2 separate regions of the Sus scrofa genome follow, and region 2 is linked to region 1. The links are chromatin contacts, called in public HiChIP or PLAC-seq maps. All regions are on one chromosome and are shown on one strand. The core of a region is the stretch at or near the end of the contact, and the rest is flanking DNA. Distances in the headings are between cores, read along the strand shown. Region 1 overlaps B4GALT5 (beta-1,4-galactosyltransferase 5). Region 2 overlaps RNF114 (ring finger protein 114).

The links. HiChIP or PLAC-seq counts read pairs in DNA pulled down with a chosen protein or histone mark.
Region 2: a contact with region 1 is called in an H3K27ac HiChIP or PLAC-seq map of alveolar macrophages. The contact joins two enhancer-like sites.

The regions. Positions count from the first base shown.
Region 1 is chr17:51,312,907-51,318,717 of Sscrofa11.1, forward strand. All of the region lies in intron 1 of B4GALT5 (beta-1,4-galactosyltransferase 5), which reads right to left. Among named protein-coding and RNA genes, the nearest start is that of B4GALT5, 19 kb to the right of the region's middle. Within about 2 kb of position 2,610, at least 2 of the 83 cell types and tissues checked have an H3K27ac peak or open chromatin away from gene starts, as enhancers often do. A contact at or near this core is called in alveolar macrophages, where this site is marked.
Region 2 is chr17:51,527,015-51,532,825 of Sscrofa11.1, forward strand. RNF114 (ring finger protein 114) reads left to right here. Exons shown (of 6, transcript NM_001001869.1): 6 at 573-769. The coding sequence ends at 638. Among named protein-coding and RNA genes, the nearest start is that of RNF114, 16 kb to the left of the region's middle. Within about 2 kb of position 2,492, at least 5 of the 83 cell types and tissues checked have an H3K27ac peak or open chromatin away from gene starts, as enhancers often do. A contact at or near this core is called in alveolar macrophages, where this site is marked.

The DNA of each region.
Region 1 (5,811 bases), core at 1,360-3,859:
GAAATAAGCAGAATTCCAACCTGCTCTTCCTTAAAAAAGCATCAGACAGCTTATATATACTTTTTAAGGCCTTAATTTTCACATTAGTTTCCAAAGAGGAGCTGGAAAAGTTTTGATCCTCATACTTCAAAGTGCCCTTTCTGTGGAAAGGGAGTCGTGCCCAGGTCGGGGAAGAGGGGGGGAGGGGTAATCTAGGCTTCACACCTACTTCTTTAGGCCTATTCCAGTAATGCAGTCATTTCAGGGTAAGGGTTTCCACACAGCTAATGACATCTGTTTTTCTTCCAAGTATAACTTTGAGATTACACTTCCTCTTCCTAAATCAAAAGGAATCAAAAACAGTGACTGTAAAACAATATAATCAGAGTTCCCTTCATGGCTCAGCAGTTAACAAACCTGACCAATATCCACCAGGACGCGGGCTCGATCCCTGACCAAGCTCAGTGAGTTAAGGATCCTGAATTGCTGTGGCTGTGCTGTAGGCCAGCAACTGTAGCTCTGATTCGACCCCTGGCCTGGGAAATTCCACATGCCATAGGTGTGGCCCTAAAAAGCCAAACTTATCTTAATCAAATTTATCCTAACACTGTAGAGGCGGCATAGGCTTATTCAAGAACTCAGGCTCTAGAAAGTAAGCAAGGTTGAACTTAGAGCAAGCTGTATGACCTTGAACACATCATTTCACCTCTCCAAGCCTTGGTTTCCTCATCTCTAAAACATCTATGTCTCACACAGCTAGGGTGTTAACTAATAGGATGATATATGCAAAACACTTCTAGAAAGGCTCAACAAGTGGAAGCAGCATCTGCTGCCACTGTCATGTTGGAAAACAGAGGAAGATGAACTCCTGAGCTAGAAGAAGGGGAGACACAAACTACGGATGCAAATAGTCACTTCTGAGGAATAGGGCTTCTCAAATACCATGGTCCCTAAGTCACGAAAGTCTGACGAAGGAAAGGAACTCATCGTAATTATGTGGGCTAAATGTCACTTTGTCACCCTCTGGTTAGCTAAAAATGTGGCATCTATAGGAAGAATTCAAGAGTATCCTGTGCAAGGGACACAGAAAATAGTCAAAAAAGAATTTCAGACAGGTGTGGTGACTCTATTTTCAGAATGCAAAACTAGGTGACATGGTCAGGGCAAATAATTCATTCCCCCAAAATGTGCATCCAGTCCTAAAGGAAGCCATGGGTCGGGGCGCGGTGGGGGAGGCTAGACAGACCTGCCAGGGGTAAAATGGGGGAGACACAGAGGCATGTCTCAGCACAGCAGGATAAGGGCGGCTGCCCTGCATGGAGTGCTAGAGACAGGACAGGTGAGGAAAGCATCCAGCAGGGAAGAGGGGATGTGAGGTGGGGCGCCAGAGTCAAAGCAGGGGTGAGGGGAACCCACACAGGGAGGAGGGAGGAGCCTGGTACAGGCTTGTGGGAACCCAGGTGGGATGAAGAAGGGAGACAGCCCAGCAAAGAGAGCTGAATGATGTCGGGGGTGAGAAACATGTCCAAACAGTACTGGACACAGAGCAGCATGGAGGCACATGGGGGAATGGCCAAGTAAGTAAAGGGAATAAGGAAAAAGGGAGTTAGGATCTCACTGTCAGAGAAAGGAGTGAGAAATACGGGAAGGGAAAAAACTAGAATGAACCCTTAGGTGCTGGATTTAAACTGTCATTGGTGTGAACTCACCATTTTCTATATGTGTATATATATGCACGTGAAAACGAACATAGATGCAGGGTGCGGGTGTGTAAGAGTGTGTACATGTGTACACACAGATATATTCCAGAGCTCTACACACTGATGAGAAGGCCTAGAAGTCATAACACTCTAACAGCAATGAGTGCATCCAGGACCAGGATCTTGGCCTCTAAGTACCCATTCTCCACTAAAAAGAATCAGAGTTTTGGGGAGAAATCGCTGATTCTAAGCATGGGATAAAGAAAGCACAAAATGTGCCTAAATACCTTGTTATTCCAGAAACTAAGGAAGTGTTCAAGAATGACAGGGACAGGAGTTCCCATCGTGGCACAGTGGAAACGAATCGACTAGGAACCATGAGGTTGTGGGTTCGATCCCTGGCCTCACTCAGTGGGTTAAGGATCTGGCGTTGCTGTGAGCTGTAGGTCGCAGACGTGGCTTGGATCCTGCGTTGCTGTGGCTGTGGTGTAGGCCAGCAGCAACAGCTCCTATTAGGCCCCTAGCCTGGGAACCTCCATATACCGCAGGTACAGCCCTAAAAAGACAAAAACAAAAAGAATGACAGGGACATATCAAAAAGGGCAGATGCCAGGACAAAGGGGTTCCCAAAGGCCTAATCACAACAATTGAGTACAAATATAAATGAGAGTAAACATTAAAACCATAAGCCCACAGTGACGACAATAAATTTTTTAAAGCACATGGATTTATACTAATAAATAAATAGAAAAATAAGTACATTGAAAAGTCTGATGAACAAGATATTTATATAAAGTAGCTCCCCGCAAAACACACACTGATTACAAAAGGGGAAAGAGTTGCTTTACAGTGGAAATACTGGATAACACATCCTCAGTCAAGTGATCAGAGCAATCATCTGCAATGGGGCAAGTCACCATCCTGTGTCATCTGACATGCATCAAAAGGACATGACATCACGTCTGTGATTCTGCTGCCTCAGTGTCTAACCTAACCTAACCATAAGGAAGCATCAGACAAACCCAAAGTTTAGGGGCAAGCTACAAAAGAGCTGGCCTGTCATCCTCAAAAGGGTCAAGGTCATGAAATTCAAAGAGAAACTGGAGAACTTCTCTGGATTTTCCTCAAAGAGACTAAAGAAACAGTACAACAAACACAACAGGCGATTCTGAACTGGACCCTTTAGATACAAAGGACTTTACTGGGGTAACTGGCAAAATTTTAATGGAGAGCAGAGGATTAGAAGGCCGTAAGTAACCAAGTTAACTTTAATGGTTAGATTGTCCTTGGCTGGAATATTCTTTATTGAAAAACACTTTGTTTTTTTTTGGTTTTTTTTGCTTTTTAGGGCCACACCCACAGCATACGGAGGTTTCCAGGCTAGGGGTCCAATGGGAGCTACAGCTGCCGGCCTACACCAGAGCCACAGCAGCGCTGGATCCGAGCCACGTCTGCAACCTACACCACAGCTCATGGCAGCGCTGGATCCTTAACCCACTGAGGAAGGCCAGGGAATAAACCTGTGTCCTCACAGATGCTAGTCGGATTCGTTTCCGCTGAATTACGATGGGAACTCTGAAAAACACACTCAATATTTGGGGGTGATGTGGCTTCATGTCACCAAATGGTTCAAGAAGAAGACATTGCACTACACTTGCAGTTTTTTCTATAAGCTTGAGATTTCAAAAATTGTTTTAAATCTTTTTTGGTGTTTTGGCTGTACCCAAAGCATGAGGAAGTTCCCAGGCCAGGGATCGAACTTGTCCCACAGCAGTGACAACGCCAGATCCTTATGACTAAGCTAACAGGGAACTCCTAAAATCTTTTTAAGTTTCCCATATTTATACAAATTACATCATACTTAGTCTTATAGTTAGTTCCACTATAACACTTCTTTTGAAAATACCCATTTGTTCCAAACCAACTGCAATATTTGGGAACAATCCGAGCATAACAGGAATTTTGCATTTGCTTATGTGCAATTTCACCCATGAGGGATGAATGTTTCTTTGCTTTTGAGTTGTTGGAAATGATTAGGAAACCAAATGCGTTGGGTTTTTTTTCCTCTTTTTTTTTTTTTTTTTTTATGTGTGTGTGTCTTTTTGCTGTTTCTTGGGCCGCTCCAGTGGCATATGGAGGTTCCCAGGCTAGGGGTCAAATCGGAGCTGTAGCCTCCGGCCTATGCTAGAGCTACAGCAACGTGGGATCCGAGCCGCATCTGCAACCTACACCACAGCTCACGGCAACGCCGGATCGTTAACCCACTGAGCAAGGGCAGGGACCGTACCCGAAACCTCATGGTTCCTAGTCGGATTCGTTCACCACTGCGCCACGACGGGAACTCCCCTCCTCTCTTTTTTTGAAGTGTCTAGTTTTCTGAACCGGCTGAACACACACACACACACCTACGCACACACCTCAAACATCTACCAGTGACCTCAGTTCACCAAGCAGGTATCCATACACATCTGGATGTTACAACATTCAGTACTATTTCCGTCCTATTTCTCCTTCCTCTACTTCACAATAACTCACAAGTTGCAATTCTGAGGCCACTTCCACGAGCAAATTTCAGGTCTTTTTCAAAGTGAAGTGCCCTATTTATGGTGTTTCTTAACCAGTGAATGTGTGTAAAATTGTTCTGGTTTCATTAGCTTCCTTTTTTTTCTTTTTAATATGTCACTAATTTAGTTTTTAAGTGTTGTGTGCCTGACCCCATTTTTTCCATAAGCTCTATGGTTTTTATTCAACAATTCTGCATAGCACGGTGATGTTTAGGAATGCTTAAGTCATGGTATAGCACGATTGATTGTATTTAATATTATCACCTTTACGGAAAAGACTAAATCATCTGACATCAATGGTGTCCCCGGGCCCCGCTTCTGTATGCACAGGTAAAAAAAAAAAGAGCGGAAAAAGATTCTACCTTCTAGAACCCAAGCAATGGAGGCGACAGATCAAATGTTACACTTTCACACTAAATTAGCCACATTTAAATTAAATAAAATTTAATAAAATTTGAGGTTCTTCTATTTAATTTTATTAATAGTATTTAGGAATGAGATTAAATTGATACCACAAGGGCTAGAACTTCCCAAGTTTTCCACATATTGGTAAAGACTAACAAATGCGTTTTCTTCAGTCTTCATTTAAAGAATCCCTCGCCAGAAATAATTTTTTTTTTTTTTTTGGCTTCTCAGGGCTGCACCTGTGGCATGTGGAGGTTCCCAGGCTAGGGGTCTAATTGGTGCTACAGCTGCTGGACTACGCCACAGACACAGCAACATCAGATCCAAGCTGCGTCTGCAACCTACACCATAGTTCACAGCAACACCGGATCCTTAACCCACTGAGCAAGGCCAGGGGTCGAACCCAAATCCTCATGGTTCCTAGTTGGATTCATTTCTGCTGCACCACAAAGGGAACTCCAAATTATTGTTACTGTTTTTTTAGGACCACACCCAAGGCATATGGAAGTTCCCAGGCTAGGGGTCAAATCCAAGCTTCAGCGGCCAGCCTACACCATAGCTCATGGCAACACTGGATCCTTAACCAACTGAGCAAGACCAAGGATCGAACCCGCATCCTCATGGATCCTTGGTCTTGCTCAGTGAGGTTCGTTAACCAGTGAGCCATGAAGGGAACTAAGAAATAAACTTGTATCTAGACACTATGTTTAGTTTTAGTGGAGGAAACAGAGCTAACCAGAAAAAGACGTTACAGCAAAGAGACTGTCAAGATTATTCTAACATAAATACACAGCATTTACTAAATTGCTGCCACCCTCCCCAAATCAATTCTCTCAGCCTCTCGGTTCCTAAGGTACAAAATTTTCAAATATCTCTCTGTGTATAAACATGAGAAGGAAACAACGAAGTGAAAACACATGTGATGAAAAAGATGATTATGAATAAATTATTATAATTTCCTTTTATAATTCTTAAAGTTGATTTAATAGTTTAAAAATACTATTCAACAGAACAAGGGTTGAAACATTTGTTAGATCCTAATTAAACATGATTCATTCTGCAATGTTTCTGATGATACAAGCTTACATAAATAATCTGCTGATAGGTTTGTCCAAAATTCACAACAGAGTGAGTTATTCATACATACAACCTGAAACCACAGC
Region 2 (5,811 bases), core at 1,242-3,741, 210 kb after region 1:
TTTCTCTGGAGCTGAGCTGTTTTGAAGGACACATTGTTGTCCTGGCATTCTAGTGGCAGAAACCTGGCCAGCTGTTCAAAGTAAACCTTTTATTGGGAGTTTCCTTGTGGCACAGTGGGTTGAGGATCTGGCAGTGTCACTGTAGCAGCCTAGCCTGCTGCTGTGGTGTGGATTCGATCCCTGGCCCAAGAACTTCCACATGCCACAGGTGTAGCCGAAAAATAAAAAGAGAAAGATGAAATCAGTTCCCCAGTAGAGCCCATATACATAACTTTGCCTCATTGCACCAAAACGTCTGGTTTCACTGCAGGGTGCTCCATCTGAGCAGCTGGTTTGTGCCAGGCCTCCTTCAGGTGTTCTCTGGGTCTCACCATCCCGTCTGAGGGAGCCCTCATGTTCACCACCAGGGTGAGGCAGCAGGGGCACAGAGCAAGCTGTGTGCCCAGAGTCACGCAGCTTGCGTCGAAAACAGTGGCCTCTCCCAAGCCCACCCCTCGGAGGCTCTGCTCCCTGACTAAAAGTCCTCACAGCTGCAGGCGGTCCCTGAGGCTGAGCCTCTGCTTTGCCCGTAGGATTACGACGTTGACGAAGAGGACATGATGAACCAAGTGCTGCAACGCTCCCTCCTTGACCAGTGAGCAGGCGCGGGCTCCAGAGCTTCCACTGTGTGTCCGCGTGAAACATGTGACTCTTCCACCTAAAATGTCCCACAGACCTGGAAGTGAGCCTTGGTGTTGGGACGGGGTCACTTCTGACAGGGGAACAGGTCCCCAGTCAAGCCCTCCTTTCCTTGGGGCTCTTCCCCTACTGCTCACTGTTTGTCATCTGTCCGGTTTTTTCCTGCTCCTCAGCCATTTCCTGGAGCTTTTGCCTCCTCTTTGGAAGGGAACCCAGCTTTCCACCTGTCCTCGTTTCATGCCTGCTTCTCCTGTCCACTGTTGATCTCTCAGGTCCTCCGAACCAGCCAGGACCTTTTCTGGGTCATGAGTAGCACAAATGAAACAAGCATCTCCTCCCCTTGTCCCCAAGGGGTGTGAGCGCCAGCAAGAATGGGGTGATGGGTGATGGAGCGCCCCCTCCTGTGCTGTGCAGGTTCCTGTTGGTTGGTCCTTGGCGGCAGCTGCCAGGAGCTAGAGTTACCTCATGGGAAACATTTCACAGGTCTTGTTAGGGTGGATGTTCTGGGTTGAACATGGTCTGATGCTGGAAGTTTTGATGAGTGAGATTTTCCTATCATTCCTGCACACCCTTAGGATTTAACTGGTTCAGACTTAAATGCCTGCATGGTGCCTTTTAGGGTAAGGTGTCACCATGTATTTTTAGTGAAAATAAGTGTTTCTAGGTTAGGAAAGTTAAATTCCAATTATCCGTAAGAGAGGAGGAGGGTCAGCTAAGAGGTGGAAGGGCGCTAGCTTTTTGGTTCTGATTTTCAAACTGGTGAAGTGTTTTCAGATGACTCAGTCATGGTGCCTCTCGATTTGGGAGCCTGCTTATGTTCTTGTCCTGGAAGCATGAAAAGAAGTCCTCAAATGAATAAGAAGTGTGTGAGCTCCCATGAATACTAGTTCTTGCATCTTTTATTTGGTAACTTAGATTAAATTGTGTTGCTTTTCTATCACAAATGGTTTCCTTATAAAACTGGTTACAACACGTGAATTGATGTGTAAAGACCTGCCTTCGAAAGCAGAGAGGTCTTGGGAGCACCACCTGCTGCCTGACCCTCCTCTGAGAAGTTGGTAATAGAAGCAGCTCAAGAAGCTTGGCGTTCACCATGTTTCATGAATATTAGTAAATATAAGGCTAAGGGCTTGTAATGTATAGGAGTAGAGCCTCTGATCGACCAAAAGGCATCTGGGTTTCAATTCATTTTTCTCTGCCAGACCTCTTGTCTGAATATGGACACTTTTTTTCTGGTCAGCGGCTGAGGCTGCAAATGACGGGGCTTTTGGCCTGTGCGCTGCTGTTGTGGGCCCCTCTGTCCCTGCCACCGAGAGCCAGATGCCTAGGAACCAGCAAAAACACAGCTCTTGGGGGCAAAGTAATTTTTTCTAATCTGCTGTTGCTTGAGAGGGCCCAAATGTTATGGTCAGTTTCTTCACTGTAACTTCTGGAGAAAGTTCACTTCGAGGCCCCTGCATTGAGATCACCTCGGTCTAAGTTTAGAGGGAAATTGGACAAAAACCTTCGTTTAGGGAACTGATGATGGTGGTCTCACGGGTGGTACCAAGAAACAGAGTTCCTTGTATTAAGTGCACTTCATGTATTTCTAATAAGAGGACTTTCCAGATAGCGACATTTGTTATGTTCTGGCTTTTAAAAGGTGAAATACAAATAAATTTCATAATTTATCCAACCAGTGAGCTGTAATGCCTGTTTTCTGGAATTCACCACCACTTGCTGAACTCTGGGCCTGGGGAGCCTCGGGAAGACTGTTGCTCTTTCTAAGGGGAAGTTCTTGTCTGTCACGAGTGAGCCCCATCTGGCTCGGATCTCAGCTCTGACACTTCACCAGCTGCCCTCTCTGGGCCTGTCTTCTCTGGAGATTAGACACCTTGCCCACCCTGCCCCGCCCCGCAGTTGGGAGCTCCAGTCAGGCAGGAAGTGACCATGTTCCATGAAAGAGGCTTTAGATGACTTAGTAGCGGCCCTGAGACCATCGCATGGGAGATCTGAGGTCATGGCCGTGTTTCAGTTTTGTACTCTGCCACTGGCTGTGGGACATCTGGAAAATACTTCTCCTTCCTGATGTAATTGGGCTTAAAAAGGATCCTTCTCCTGCACGTGGAGAGGGGACTGCAGTGGGGAAAGAAGGAAGCAGAGGCCAGGCGGGCGGTTGCTGCAGGTTCCGGGCAGGAGGTGGCGGCGGCCCGGGGCTGTGCAGTGGTAACGGTGGTACTGAGGTTGTCTGATTCCGCAGCTCTTGAGGGAGAGGTGTGAAAGCCGGAGAGGAGTCCAGAGGGACGCCGAGGTCTGGGACCTGCACGACCACTGAATTAAAGGAAAGATTCCATGAGGAGATGGAGGGGATGTTTCAGGAATGGGCACCTTGGACTTCACAGAGGACCTCCTGGCACCATGCACAGATACAGGAAGTGCCAGCTCTCAAGCAACTCAAAGAAATGTGACTAGGACGTGCCTGGGACCTTGAAATAACTCTAACAGTTACTCAGATGATGCCAGTTTCTCCAATGTCAGAGATGCATGTGATCAAACTCTTAAAATGACTAGACAAAATACTTCCACATTTGTTTTATTATTATTATTATTATTATTACTATTGGTCATTTTTGGCCGCCCCATGGCATATGGAGTTCCCAGGCTAAGGATCAGTTCCAAGCCGCAGTCACGACCTAAGCCACAGCTGCAGCAATGCCAGATCCTTGACCCACTGTGCCAGGCCAGAGATCGAACCTGCAACCCACTGTTCCCAAGATGCTGCTGATCCCATTGTGCCACGGTGGGAACTCCTTTACATTTGTATTAAATATAGCATAAGTAATTAAAAACGTAGGGATTTGAGGCATTCCCATTGTGGTGCAGCGGAAATGAATCCGACTAGTATCCGTGAGGATCTGGGTTCGATCCCTGGCCTCACTCAGTGGTCAGTGATCTGGTGTTGCTGTGAGTAGCGGTGTAGGTCACAGACGCATCTCGAATCCCACAATGCCGTAGCTATGGCTGACACTTGCAGCTCCGATTCAACCCCTAGCCTGGGAACCTCCATGTGCCGCGGATGTGGCCCTGAAAAGCAATGAGGATAATAATAATAATTCAGTGTTTGAAATTCACATTTCAAACTGGGCATCATGTTAAGTCTGGACACTCTACTCAATGTATATTAGCAGAATAAATGTTCTGAACATCTGCTATTTGCCAGGAAGCTCACACCTCAGTAAAAAAAAATATCATTCATGCAATTACTTGTTTTAATTACTTGTTTGTGGCTGTCTCCCCACTGATAAGTTCAGCTCTTGAGGCCAAGGATGATGCGACACTGCCCTCCATACTTGGCCCCTAGTTGACTCAATAAATATTTCTAGAGTTGAACTGGAACTAAAGGGAACTCTTTTACAATGGTACTTCCTTTCTGTGGCCACTTTTCCAGCCCAGAGTTAGAAGCTGAAAGAAGCCGGCCCTGCTGTCCATCACTGTGGGCGGAGGCAGGTCCTCAAAACCAGAAGTACAGGAGGTGGGATTTGTTGGGCAGAGGGGGTGAGGCTGGGAGCGGGTATGGTGGCTGTTGCCAGGCGAGGATCTGACCTGTCTGGGTTCTCCACGTGGTCCCTGGATGCTCTCCTGCCCTTCTCGTTAGCCCCCGGCGTTCCACCGTGTTGGCTGACGGTCCCATGGTGGGCCCCGCAAGGCAGTGGGAGTACAGCACTAAAGACAGTGGTGACAGTCGTTCTCATCCCGGGTTCCTGACACAGTGCCTGCCCTCAAATAATTTGTATGTAATCCTCCCTCTCAGCTCCTGAAAGGTGGCCCAAATCAGGCATTTGGAATACTCCAGAAAAGTCAGCCTCCTCCTTGAATCCTGACCAGCCCTGCAAGGAGAGGTGCCAGTAGCATTCCCCTTCCACAGATGATGCTGTGGAGGAGGCCAGAAGGAGTGAGTAATTTGCCCGAGCTGGGACAGGAACGACTGGGTGGTCCAGGGTAGAGGTCTCAGCACCCTGCACAGTCCCCAGTGTCTACACCACTAGCCGTGTGACCTCGGACAGCTTGTTCTAATCTCTTTGTGCCTTGGTTTCCTCATCTGTTAAAATGGGGTTAACAAACATGTCTTCCTCACAGAGTTGCGGGAAATCCAGAGGACTCATCCACGTCAAGCATTAGAACAGGGCCTGGCACAAAATAAGTGCTTAATAAATGCGTGCTAGGATTTCCCATTGTGGCGCAGTGGAAACAAATCTGACTAGGAACCATTCCATGACCAGGAATCTGGCAGGTTGGATCCCTGGCCTCACTCAGTGGGTTAAGGATCCAGCATTGCTGTGAGCGGTGGTTATGGGCCGCGGATGCGGCTTGGATCTGGCGTTGCTGAGGCTGTGGTGTAGGCGGCAGCTATAGCTTCCATTTGGCCCCTAGCCTAGGAACCTGCATGTGCTGCGTGGGTGTGGCCCTAAAAACCATGCATGCATGCATAAATAAAGGTGCAGCTACCCAGCCACTACTGTTTTTCCTCCTCCCTTCCCCGAGACCACCCAGTGCCCAGCCTCACCCAAGCAGCTTGAAGCTGTAAATGTTTGATGACTAAATACTGCTATTAAGTGATGTGTTTCCCAAACTTGCCTGGAAGACATGAATTACTGGTGAGGCGGTTGCTGCAAAACAGATTTTCAGGACCCTCCCTCAGAGATTCTGATTGGTAGATGTGGGTGGGACCTGGGAATCTGTATCTTTTAAAAAGAGCCTCAGATATGGAAGTGCTGTAAAATTTGGTTGTGATGATTGTTCCACACCTATAAATGTAATAGAACTCATTAAGTAATTAAAAAAAATAAAAAGAGCCTCAGGTAAAATGCATCTAGACTTGTATCAGAAATCCTATCATGTCAGACTGGCTGGTGTTACATGCATTACAGCTGGGGTAGGACAGCCGCTCGGTTGATGGTTAGAATCAGGTGGACAGGCTCAGTTCTTCAGGTTGCAAGACTTGAGTGATACCTTTTCTGACTCTAGAAATCATCTAGACTATCTATTTGGTCTGAAAAAAAATCACCCCACAAATTACTTACAAAGGGAAAATGAGTAACTTTGAAGTGGAGAAACCCAGGCAGACACCTTCTTTACTAAGTGGTCAGAAGTAGT